Linked DNA regions of Zea mays: all the other regions are linked to region 1. Evidence: chromatin contacts called from public Hi-C data. All regions are on one chromosome and are shown on one strand. Each heading gives the region's core, a stretch centred on a gene start, on an enhancer-like site or on the middle of the called end of the contact. The rest is flanking DNA. Distances are from core to core; before and after follow the strand shown. Region 1 holds the start of LOC100281055 (sorbitol transporter). Region 2 holds the start of LOC103632450 (30S ribosomal protein S10, chloroplastic). Region 3 holds the start of LOC100276550.

The links. Hi-C and Micro-C count contacts between places; a contact is called where the count stands out from the background.
Region 2: a Hi-C map of ear shows a contact between it and region 1, with 2.9 times the contacts expected there. The contact joins the promoter of LOC103632450 here to the promoter of LOC100281055 in region 1. A contact is called at or near these places in 3 of 25 Hi-C or Micro-C datasets (ear, leaf and tassel).
Region 3: a contact with region 1 is called in a Hi-C map of ear, with 4 times the contacts expected there. The contact joins the promoter of LOC100276550 here to the promoter of LOC100281055 in region 1. A contact is called at or near these places in 10 of 25 Hi-C or Micro-C datasets (bundle sheath, ear, endosperm and 3 more) and 1 of 3 datasets of contacts at active chromatin or transcription factors (seedling).

What each region holds. Positions count from the first base shown.
Region 1 is chr1:23,820,951-23,824,526 of Zm-B73-REFERENCE-NAM-5.0, forward strand. It overlaps LOC100281055 (sorbitol transporter), which reads right to left and starts at 1,734. Exons shown (of 2, transcript NM_001153974.1): 1 at 1,526-1,734; 2 at 1-1,432. The coding sequence starts at 1,667.
Region 2 is chr1:24,109,037-24,112,612 of Zm-B73-REFERENCE-NAM-5.0, forward strand. It overlaps LOC103632450 (30S ribosomal protein S10, chloroplastic), which reads left to right and starts at 1,577. Exons shown (of 3, transcript XM_008654259.2): 1 at 1,577-1,880; 2 at 2,065-2,121. The coding sequence starts at 1,695. It also overlaps the pseudogene LOC118473496 and the pseudogene LOC103632438.
Region 3 is chr1:24,090,534-24,094,109 of Zm-B73-REFERENCE-NAM-5.0, forward strand. It overlaps LOC100276550, which reads left to right and starts at 1,729. Exons shown (of 8, transcript NM_001407010.1): 1 at 1,729-2,084; 2 at 2,958-3,012. The coding sequence starts at 1,981.

The sequences.
Region 1 (3,576 bases), core at 484-2,983:
TGTTGGCTACTACTCAACTCAGTGGACTTCTGCGCATCGTGTCCATCTTCCTTGTCCTCGTCGTGGTCGCCACCGCCGAAGAGCTTCTCGGTGTCCTCTAGGTTGCTGCCCCTCGTCTCCGGCAGGAAGAAGAACATGAACAGCCACCCGGCAGCAGCAATGCCTGCATACAAGTAGAAGCTCCCGGCGAAGGTGATGGCCTTGTAGAGCGAGATGAAGGACATGGTGATGGTGCCGCTCATGACCCGGTTCATCGCCGTGCCGAGTGCGCAGCCCTGCGCGCGGAGCCGCAGTGGGAATATCTCTGAGCTGTACACCCACGCGATCGGGCCCATGCCGATGGAGAAGGACGCCACGAACGTGAGAACCGCCGCGATGCTCACGCCCGCCAGCGACGTCGCCTGTCCCTCTGGGAGCCGGTCGATGGCGCGCAACGCCGAGGCCAGCGTCACCAGCGACACCACCATCCCGCCCGCGCTTGTGAGCAGCAGCGGTCTCCGCCCGACGCGGTCGAGGAAGAACGTGGCCACCAGGATGAACAGCGTCTTGGTCGCGCCCACCGCCATGGTGGCGCCCAAAGAGTTGTTGTTCGACCTAAGCCCAGCCTTCTCGAACACCCGCGGGCTGTACAGCACCACGGAGTCGATGCCGGAGGCCTGCTGGAAGAACTGGAGGCCGAGGCAGGCGATGAGTATGCGGCGGACGGGCGGCGTCGGGCGGATGAGGAGGTCCCTCCACACCCCTTCGCCATGGCTGCCCTTGTTCCTGCGGGCGACCACCACCACGTCGTCGTCGTTGTCGCCGACGCCGTCTGGGATGCCGATGGCATTCTTGATGTCGGCGAGCCGCTCCTCGGCCTCGGCGGGGGAGTTGGAGGTCTTGGCCAGCACGCGGCGCGCGTCGCCGATGCGCCCCTGCATGACGAGCCACCGCGGCGACTCCGGCATGGCGAGGACCCCCAGTGCGAGGAAGATAGGCGGGACGGCGCCGACGAGGAACATGACGCGCCAGCTGAGGTGCACGGGGAGGCCGTGGAAGGCGTAGTTGGAGACATACCCGAGGAGCACCCCCGTGTTGATGAACACCTCCGGGAAGGACGTGAGCAGGCCGCGCGCCGACGTGGGCGAGACCTCGGCCGTGTACACGGGTGCGATCATGAGCGCGTATCCGACGCCGACGCCCGCCACGAAGCGGCCAAGCATGAGGATCGTGTAGCTCGGGGCGAGGCCCATGATGAGCGCGCCCGCGAAGAAGATGGCCGCCGCGAGCACCATGGTGTACCGCCGGCCGAGCCAGTCGGACGTCCGGCCCGCCGCGAGCGAGCCGACGAGCGAGTAGATATTGATGATGCCGGCGAGGATCTCGATCTGCGTGTCCGTGATCTTGAGGTCCTGCTTCATGAATAGCTGCGCTCCGCTCATCACCGACACATCTGCATACAAATAGCATGAGGCGCACGTACGCGTGCTGCATATGGCAACGGCCAACGGGTGCATGGAATTGTATGCATCATGCGTGCGCGTACCGTAGCCGAGGAGGATGGAGTTCATGGAAGCGAGGACGGCGCAGGCGAGGGCGTACTTGTTAAGCGGTGGGCGCTTTGCCGGCGCCTCGGGGGCTGGGATGCCGCCGTCGTCGGCGGCGTCGTGCTGCTTGGAGTTGGACATGGCGAAACGGAGGACACGCGCGCCCGGGTGGAGAGCGGGATGTGGCTCTCGTTCGACACTACTTGCTGTGTCCAGTGCCACTGTCTCTTCTCACACACTTATGGCCGGCCGGTCTTCGTTTGAAAGAATGCTGATGTCGCCATTCTTGAGTAGAAAAATGCCGTGACGATCAAACACTTCAAAACAGCAGTGGTACTGATTTGTGGTTTAGGATTATTCTTCCTGTGCCGTCCTTTGTGCAAGGGGCAGAAGGTGACTGAAAGAGTACGGAGCTGTAGCGGTCAAGGATGTAAAACGACAGTTTTGTTTGACCACCAACCGTGGCAAAAGACCAAACAAGTGGGACTGAAATTTCTAAGATGGTAAAGCACAATGATAGACAATAAAAGGCGAATAATTGTGGAAAATTAAAAATAATCATAGCACCTCCTCCTAATCTTAAAACCAATTTAATTCAACTGATCAAAATACATAACTTCGATCGACTTAATGTTTTAACAAATTAAATTAGACAAAATTATACAACTAACCTAACTGAATGACATTGATCGGACTTTCGGATCTAGGCATATTAACGAAACAAGATCGTTGTGATTGAGAATGAGTTGTGACAGAGAATGACAAAAACCAATCAAACCCTAATTTCGTGATAAACTAAGAACCATAAAAGATTAATTATATAAAGTTTGCATGTTACTAACTTGATGCCTTAGCAATGATCTAGATGATTCAAATCAATAGTAACAACTGAAATTATTAGATCAATCTAGAAATAAACACATGCAAATAATGAAGAGAGAGAGAGGAACAAGATTACGACACTAATCTTGGATGAACATTACCTTAATCATCAAAATTGTATGTACAAAATGCTCTACAAAAGCACCAAAAGTTTTTCTCTCGAAATCTCCATAATCTCTATATTAATCTAATCTATTAGATCTAATTTATTGCTCTCTAATCTGCTATCTCAAAAATGAAAAACATCTCCTATTTATAAGGAGAATAAAGTTCAATTTAGCCCAGCTAGCCTCTCGCCATGGGCCGCAAGCCCCACCTAGGCTGCAACTCCGAGTGGGCTGAGCGCCCTGGTATTGCTTATTCACACTAGCCCGCTAGGCCCACAGGGCAACTACCCAACACCAAGCTCCCACCACTGGGTCGACCAACCCATGTCGCCCGCCCCTAGCTAGCTTAGCCAACCACCTCCATGTACGAGTGAGCCGCTTGGCCGAACAGGTTGCCAGCCCTAGACGACTAGGCCGGCTTGGCCACCTGGCTACTAGCTGAGCCAGCCAACTGGGAGCCTTTTTTCTTTTAGACACATCAAGCATGTCTCAATTGCATGTAACTGTCAAATGCATCGATGGCTGGTTCAAACGTCCTGCATAACAACTTTGACCGGTAGCACCTCAGTTCCTCCCAAACTTAGTCCCTAAACCAAGTTTTCGTACCTTATTTTCTCCCTAAACTTAGTCCATAAAACTAGTTTTATCCTTGTTAGTCACATTTCACATCAGCCAACACCTAACATTATTGTTGATGTCATAATGGACACTATGTTCATGTGTGTGTGATACTTGCTTGTTTGCGCTCTATCTCCTCCTAGTTTAGCTCAAGCTTGATGTGCTCATCCTTAAGGTTAGCTTGCTAGGTGTTGGGGACTTGTTCTCAAATGCTATGAATTAAGAACAAGGCAACATAAAATGTTAAATGTTAATGCCCTTCACCCGCTGAAGCATTATTTCCTCAAGGATTTAATGAACTTCGGACGAAGGTTAAAAACGGAACAATTACGAAGGATGAATCTTCGTAATTGAACTCTCAGAAATTATATAAAACAATACGAGATATGAATCATTAAAGACAAATAAATTATAAGTAAACGACATCATTTTTATATTATTGT
Region 2 (3,576 bases), core at 327-2,826, 290 kb after region 1:
ATTTATTAGAGTATATGTGTGCTGGACATGATGTTGTGATTCCCATTAACATTGATGGAAGAAAAAAAATCTAGTTACCTCACTATACGCAGACTGACGTTGTAGCTAATACTTATTAGGGTATCTTTAACCCCGTTGGGAATACCTGAATTCACCCCAAACGATTTTAAAGATGCTTTGTTGCCAGCCAATGAACCGAATGATCGTCAGCTCGGTTATGTTCGGTCTTTGTTACGCAAACACTTTGTGTGGAATGTATTTTCATTTAATGCTATATTGGTTGATTAGAACTGAGTCATCTTCTCTCTGCTACATAGCCAACAAATCTATTTGCTAACAATCTTCCTCAGAAAAAAATAGCAGGAAAGGAAAGAACTTTAAAAGTACCTGGCAAATATCTGAAACTTGGTATACTATTCATGTCACACTAATTTTATCAATCACAACCAATTCACCTTCTGTCTTCTATGTGAACAGGAAATCTCTACACCTAGCAATCTTCCTCAAAAGAGATAGGAAAATGCATCAAAATGCTTGGCGAATCTCTGAAACTGAGTCAACCACTTAACAGCAACTCAATAGCTATTCATATGCCCCGATTTTTGCAGCTTGCTCTAGGTGAATAAATTTGCTCAGGTGTCAGATGATCTGAACTTACTGTAGCATTATGCAGAAAACCAATCTCCGTTTTTGAAATATTGTATGTCGACTCTTAAGGAACTTGCAGCTCATATTGGTGAGGTGGTTGTTAATAAGTGCTTATCTGCTGCTGCTAAATCTGGCATGTTTGTCAGCTTGAGGACAAGCGCAAAACTCTGGCAGAGATCTGTAAGGTTACTGCTCTCACAGAAGTCACCAAATTCCCCTTTCTCAACCTCTCCTAAATCTGATCGGGACAAGACGAACGTTCATGGATTCAACCTTAATGAGGCATCACGTGCTATGAATTCTGATAGAACAGTCATCACAGCGAAACCAACTTTTGGTGATCGATTGTCGAACAAATCAAATACAGTTCCATCTCCCAGCACCAGCAGGCAGCTTAACCAGGGGGGGGGGGGGGGGGGGGGGGGGGGGGGGGGGGGGGGGCTGCTACTGCAACCGTTCCATCATATTCAAGGCTTCGTGGGCAGCAGTCGGGCTTAGATCTTGTAGCTGCTCTCAAGGGGATTGGGAAAAAGGAGTGCTGGGGATTGTGGTGATGGCCGGGATAAAGAAGGGAAGTGAATAGCTGGTGCTCTGTAGATGTATGTCTGTAGTAGAGTTAGTTTGGCCACCTCTATGGCTCATCATTCTGTATTTCTTTTGCCTCGTGCCAGGAGCTGTGAATGTAGCTTCTCCTATTTGAGCGCTGGTATGGACAGTCTATCCAGGCAAGAAGAAGGTAACTGATTGTTCCTTGAAACGATCAAGTTTATGCCAGCCAGATCGACACTTTTAGCTGAGGTCACAGTAATATCCAATTCCACGATCTTCCTTTCCGAACAAATCATTCATGATCTTCTTCGAAAGTAATGCTAGAGGAGACAGAACTCGCCCATGTTTGCCACCAGACACCTCGCTTTGAAAGTAACAAAGCTGGAGGGGCTCGAGCGCAAATGCCCCTGGAACCGGATAACACACCGCGATAGCGAAGCAGAGGTCTTCCAAAACCCAACGCGGCAAACGGCTTCCTCACCCCCCCTCCCCTCGCCATGGCCGTCCCCACCTCCACCTCCTCCCCGCTCCCCCTCCTCTTCCTCCATCGCTGCACCGCAAACTCTAGCCCCTCGGTTCTCTCCTTCCCGTCCTCCCTCCGCGGCGCGTCCCTCCGCTCCCGGGCCGCGGCCGCACCGCCCGCAGAGACCCTCTCTGACGACGGCATCCCCGACGCGCCACCGGTACGTGACTGAACTGATATTGCCGTGTCTTTTCGCACACGCAGAGTCCAAAACCTGCGAATTTCATGATGGCGTGTACCGCTTGGTTATGGGGGTTACAATTACATGGCGACATTGGTTCAGTTGGCACACTCGTTAGACCTTGTTCATTCGGTGACTAAAATTGTTAACCTCGCGCTTTCAGGAAGGGGCAGGAACGGGAATTCCGTTGCCATCGTCGATTGGGGATGATGGGGAGCAGGTACCTTCCATAGCAGTTAAAAATTTCCCAGATTATTATGTTACCGAATCTTTTGTTCTGATATTGTTGCTTCCTTGATCGAATGAACTGTGAAAAGTTATAACCATAAACCATACAACATGTTTCTCTTTTATTGCTGCATAGCAGTGCACATTTTACTTGTGATTGTTTAATCACAATAAATGGAGAGCACGATGTGCTCTGGGTATTTGTGTAAATGGCATTTAGAAATCGTTCAGGACGCAATGCAATGATGCTAGACAATATCAGTCAGCACATTCGTTTAAGCCGTTAATCTTAGTGTAAACTGTTCTTAACGTGAGTGTGACTTGGACTTCAAAAATGTATGTTTTTGTAGAAGTCCATATCACGTTAGACAGTTTAGCATCCTTAATGCTTAAGCCATGCATAGTTACCAGCACATGATTGAAGAGACTATGTGGGAAATTCATTTCGTTTGTCCTTTAAATCATTCCTATCAGACTAGAATGAGGATATCTGAGGGTCTATGGTGGTTTAGCTTTCCAGATTCTACTTAGCAGTTGAAAGCTTGCTGGATCAAACTTTCAAAGTTTTCTGCCTATTAATGCTCTGTTCCTCCTTGGAATTATTTGACGTACTTGAAAAATGGTGGACGGCGTGGGAGAGGGGGAGGGGCAGCATAGGGAGAGGGAGGGAGGGAGCAATAACTCTATTCTTGCTTAGACTGAAATAGTTATTTGCCCCTATATTTAATTATTTATAGTTCCTATAGGACTTGTATCCCAAGCATCATTCTTATAGATTTGTAATCTTGTTTCCTAACAAACCAATCTTCTTTCTTAAACAAACTCTATCATTATTTTCTAAACAAGCTATATTTTATTTATTCCAAGCTTATTGAAGATTACCTTTGAGTTTCCATCTATTCCGGATTCTCCAGTGCGGGAGGGATTCTAGGGGCAGTAGAGGCCGCGGCTCATCAGGGCCTGGTGTTGGGCCTCAGTTGGGCCACTAGGCCCGACATGGTGGCCCATATTTAGGCCTGTGAGGCTGTGACATACTGACTCATGACTGAAGCCTAGTATCATTTGGCCATCGAAAGAAAGCAAAAAAAAAAAAGACAGCAGTTGTCTCAAGCGCTCAGCAACCATGGACCATGAATTCCTTATTGTCTTTACCTCGCTGTAATTGCGCCCACTGTGGTAGTCAGTGTGTTCCCCTGAACAGTTAGCAATATCTAACTGTGTTGTTGTGTTTACAATTTGACAAGTTATGCAATTCCTCTTGCTTGTCTCCCTAGGAACCTCCATGGTACTGTCATTGAACTGTTGGAGTCGAGTTGAGATGCTTCCTTCATTCTAAAATATATAATGTCAATGTGTGTGCTCAGCCTTTTAAACTTGTATAAACTTATTTACTTTTCTCACATGGAAATGGTCAAATTGTAAACAGGACAAAGGTGTGTTTTGAAGA
Region 3 (3,576 bases), core at 479-2,978, 270 kb after region 1:
GTCACTTATGAAATTACATAAATACCCACAAAGCTTACATATGTGATTGATAAATGGTACAGGGATAATATCGCCTTTTCTCTTTCTTCCTTGACGCATAAGATTTTAGCTTCTCCTTCGTCCTGCGTCTTTGTCGCACGTATATACATACGCTCTTTTATTCACTGCTCCAACTGAAGGCCAGCTTTGTCCTATCCTTTAGTGCATACATGAAACACATTTACATACAGCAGAGAAAAAAATGTTTTGAGATACCTACCAAGTTCGAGGTAATTTTTTTTTAAACTCACGCGAACGTGATGAGGCCACCGTCCACAATAACCCAACCACAGCACTAGCGCATGCATGCCCTTTGTTTACTACAGTTAGCGAGGACCTTCTTACTAGTGAGTTCAGACTCTCTTCAACAGCCCCGCGAGCTCACCCTCTCCTTCGTATAGAGGCTACAACTTACTCTAAGGCTTAGTTTGGGTACTCTAGTATTAACTTCAATCCACGTACGTTAAAGTGTATTAGGGTATAACTTAAATTAATTTATACCTCAATCCACCTCAACACATATAGATTGGGATCAATACTAGAGTATCCAAACAAAACCTAAGTTGCTATTTGGTTCGTCAGTTTTGCTCCGGGGTCGGATTACAGAAAAAGTTGATTACGTAACTCGTATTTGGTTCCAGCATGAAGTAAACAGATACCGCGTAATCAGATTCAGAGCGCTTGTTCAAGTGGTGATAACGCCACATCGTTAGACAAAAATGAAACAGATCCCTTTGCTGCAACTTCCCGTTTCCTCGGACGTTTTTCAAACCAAACAATCGCCGGTTTTTGTTACATTTTTTCAGATCACAGCGGCATCCACTACATTTCCATTTGCGTTTACGTAATCCTAACCAAACAACATCTCAGAGCATCTCCAATAGACCACGTTAAAACTCCGCAAAACCAGTTTTAGGGGTAAATCCTATTTGTTCATGCTCCAACAGAGGCCCGTTCGTGAGTCGTATTTATGCGCGACCCGAAAAACACGACCGCGTCCCACATATATGCATGAGGCTGAAAACTTTCCCAATCACCTGAGCACGCGAAACCTGGTGAGTTCCCGTCGAGATTGCGTTGGTGGATCCTCGAAACCTGGAGAGCACGCAAAATCTAGTATGCAGCAAAAATAAATATGTTCATCGACAATGCATAATTGAGCCAATGGTAGAGGCTAACTGGGCCAACAACAACACCTGGAATTTTTAAATAGTAGCCCAGTTTTGTTTAAGCATTCTTTTTTGCGGGAACTACTAGAGTTATACTTTGTTTAGAGCATCTCCAAAAGCTTCCCAGAAGTCTCCCCTAAATCTATTTTTTGGGGAAAAACACAAAAACATGTCTCTAACAGTTCTCCTAAAGCGCCCCCAACTTTTTCATAGCCCTTAAAACTCCCTCATTTGTAGCTACAAATGAGGGGTTTTTTGGGCTCCCCAGAAACAAATTGCTGCTTTAAGGGATCTGTTGGAGAAAGGATTAAAATTTACCCCCACTTATTATTTAGATGTCCCTTAAAACTGATTTTGAGGAGTCGTTTTATGGAGAGCTCTTGGAGATGCTCACCATAAACAAGATTTAGTACGCCCCCATAATCATTTTTTTGGGGAAATTTTTGCATTTCCTTTTGGAGATGCTCAAAGATATTAATCATACAATCAGATTCAGTCCATTCCCTAGCTATAGTTAATATGAAAAATCCCGAGTAGGTAATTCAAACACGCCCCACCCAATAGGTGAATCTTTCGAAGTGTGGAATTATCCCCTTTCTTCAGTCCTAGAATCGATGCCTAAGAAAAAGGTTATATCTATTAAAATGCTCAACCCATTCATGCGATTCAATCCTCTGCTCTCCTCGTCGGAAGAGGATCCATTCAGCCGCTTCGGGGCCGTTTGGGTTCCTTGGATCTGCAACTGTAGCGTCCGCCTTCACGCGCGGCGCTGATGCTGCCGTGCCTCCGCCTCCACGCCCGGTTCTGTTGCTGCCGTGACGCCGCCGGGCTCGGGGGAAGCGCGTGGCACCACTCGTCGCTTGCCTGCACCTGCAGGTTCAACTCGCTTGTGCGTTCCTCCCTCCCGTTTCCTCTCCGTAAAAAGTTGCTTTTACCAGCAGGCTTGGCCCGTGCCCGTGGTTTCTGCGTGAACGCGGGTCGCATGCCAAGTATTCGGGGAAATGTGCGTGTGTCATTTGAATTCCCTCTGCCTAGTGTTTGTGCATCTGGCATTTGATTTTCCTCTCGGCCCTCTCTCATGCTACCACGCGTTTGGTGTCGTTTCACCTGCTGCAGCCACGTCATTGCGACCCTCAAATAGCTAAACCGTTTTAGAAAGAATAATAGTAGTAGTACGTAAGTGGAGAACCTTTATATAGAAAACGAAAAGGGAAGGTGAATTATTTATCAATTATGTGAAGCCTCTCTCTGAAAACAAACAAGGGATGTCAAAACTCAACAGGACAACCGGGTCACGTCGATGTGATATGACTATATGAGGCACCAGCTTATGGATCTTTCTGTGCCTACTACCGTTTTTGCCTAGTCCAGCAGTCCAGCCCTGGCCACAATTAAGGTTTCTCTAATTTGACTGCCACAGGCACCTGGTTTTCTTGCTGCTTCCGCTGTTTCTTCCTCAACCTCTCCAGCTCAGCTGCCGCAGGCTGCGACTGCCATGGATTCCAAATCCATGTTAGTGTTCTTGCCCGTCTCCCTTTCCGTTTCGTTTCTCTTTGCAGTTTGCTGGCCTCCCTTGTTTGTTTGTGTTAATGTTGATTCGATCTCTGGTTGAGAAAATAAGTAGACAGGTGGAAGGAAAAGTTCAGTACAATTTGCAATAGTTTGGACATTCATATATTTGGGTATTGATGTGCCCTACCTCCATTGCCCCCTTTTCTTCAGAATAATTCTCTCATGGTTCTTGTTCAGGGAAGCATTTGTGGCAAGTGAGGCCTCCGTCTTCATGAATCAGCCCCCTCCACATGTATGTATGCTGATGAATTGGTCTCCTTTTTCTGCTATTCTTGCACCTTTTGCCTCTTATTTATAGTATAGGTTTAGACTGATTTTAGGAGAGACTTCTATCTAGTCAATGGAAGAAACATCATAGAAAAAAATATACACTTGTTAACCCATGTCTTTCTTTTATTTTAAGTGTACTTCTTGATGAGGTTTCTATGAGTTGCACATTTCTTATAACCTTTGCTAAAAGTTTATTTGACATTTGTGATCACCTTAGCTGAAAATCCAGAAGTTTCCAGCTCTGTCAGATTTCAAAGTATGACAACAATAGCAACCGTTTTCATTAATGCAAAACCCTGAAATTGTCTGCTGAGTCTGATATATATAGTGGAATCTGCACTAAGTTAGTTTATAATAGAGGCTTCCTGCTCAGCCATATCCTCATTTTTCATGTGTTTGCTTGACAACTGAGAGTTGGAATTTGTGAGGTAATATTATGGTACATTAGCAAAATGAATGATGTGATGAGGCAACCGTAGAATTATCAGTTGTTGTCATGCAACCCCAGAATGGCACTGTTGCATGT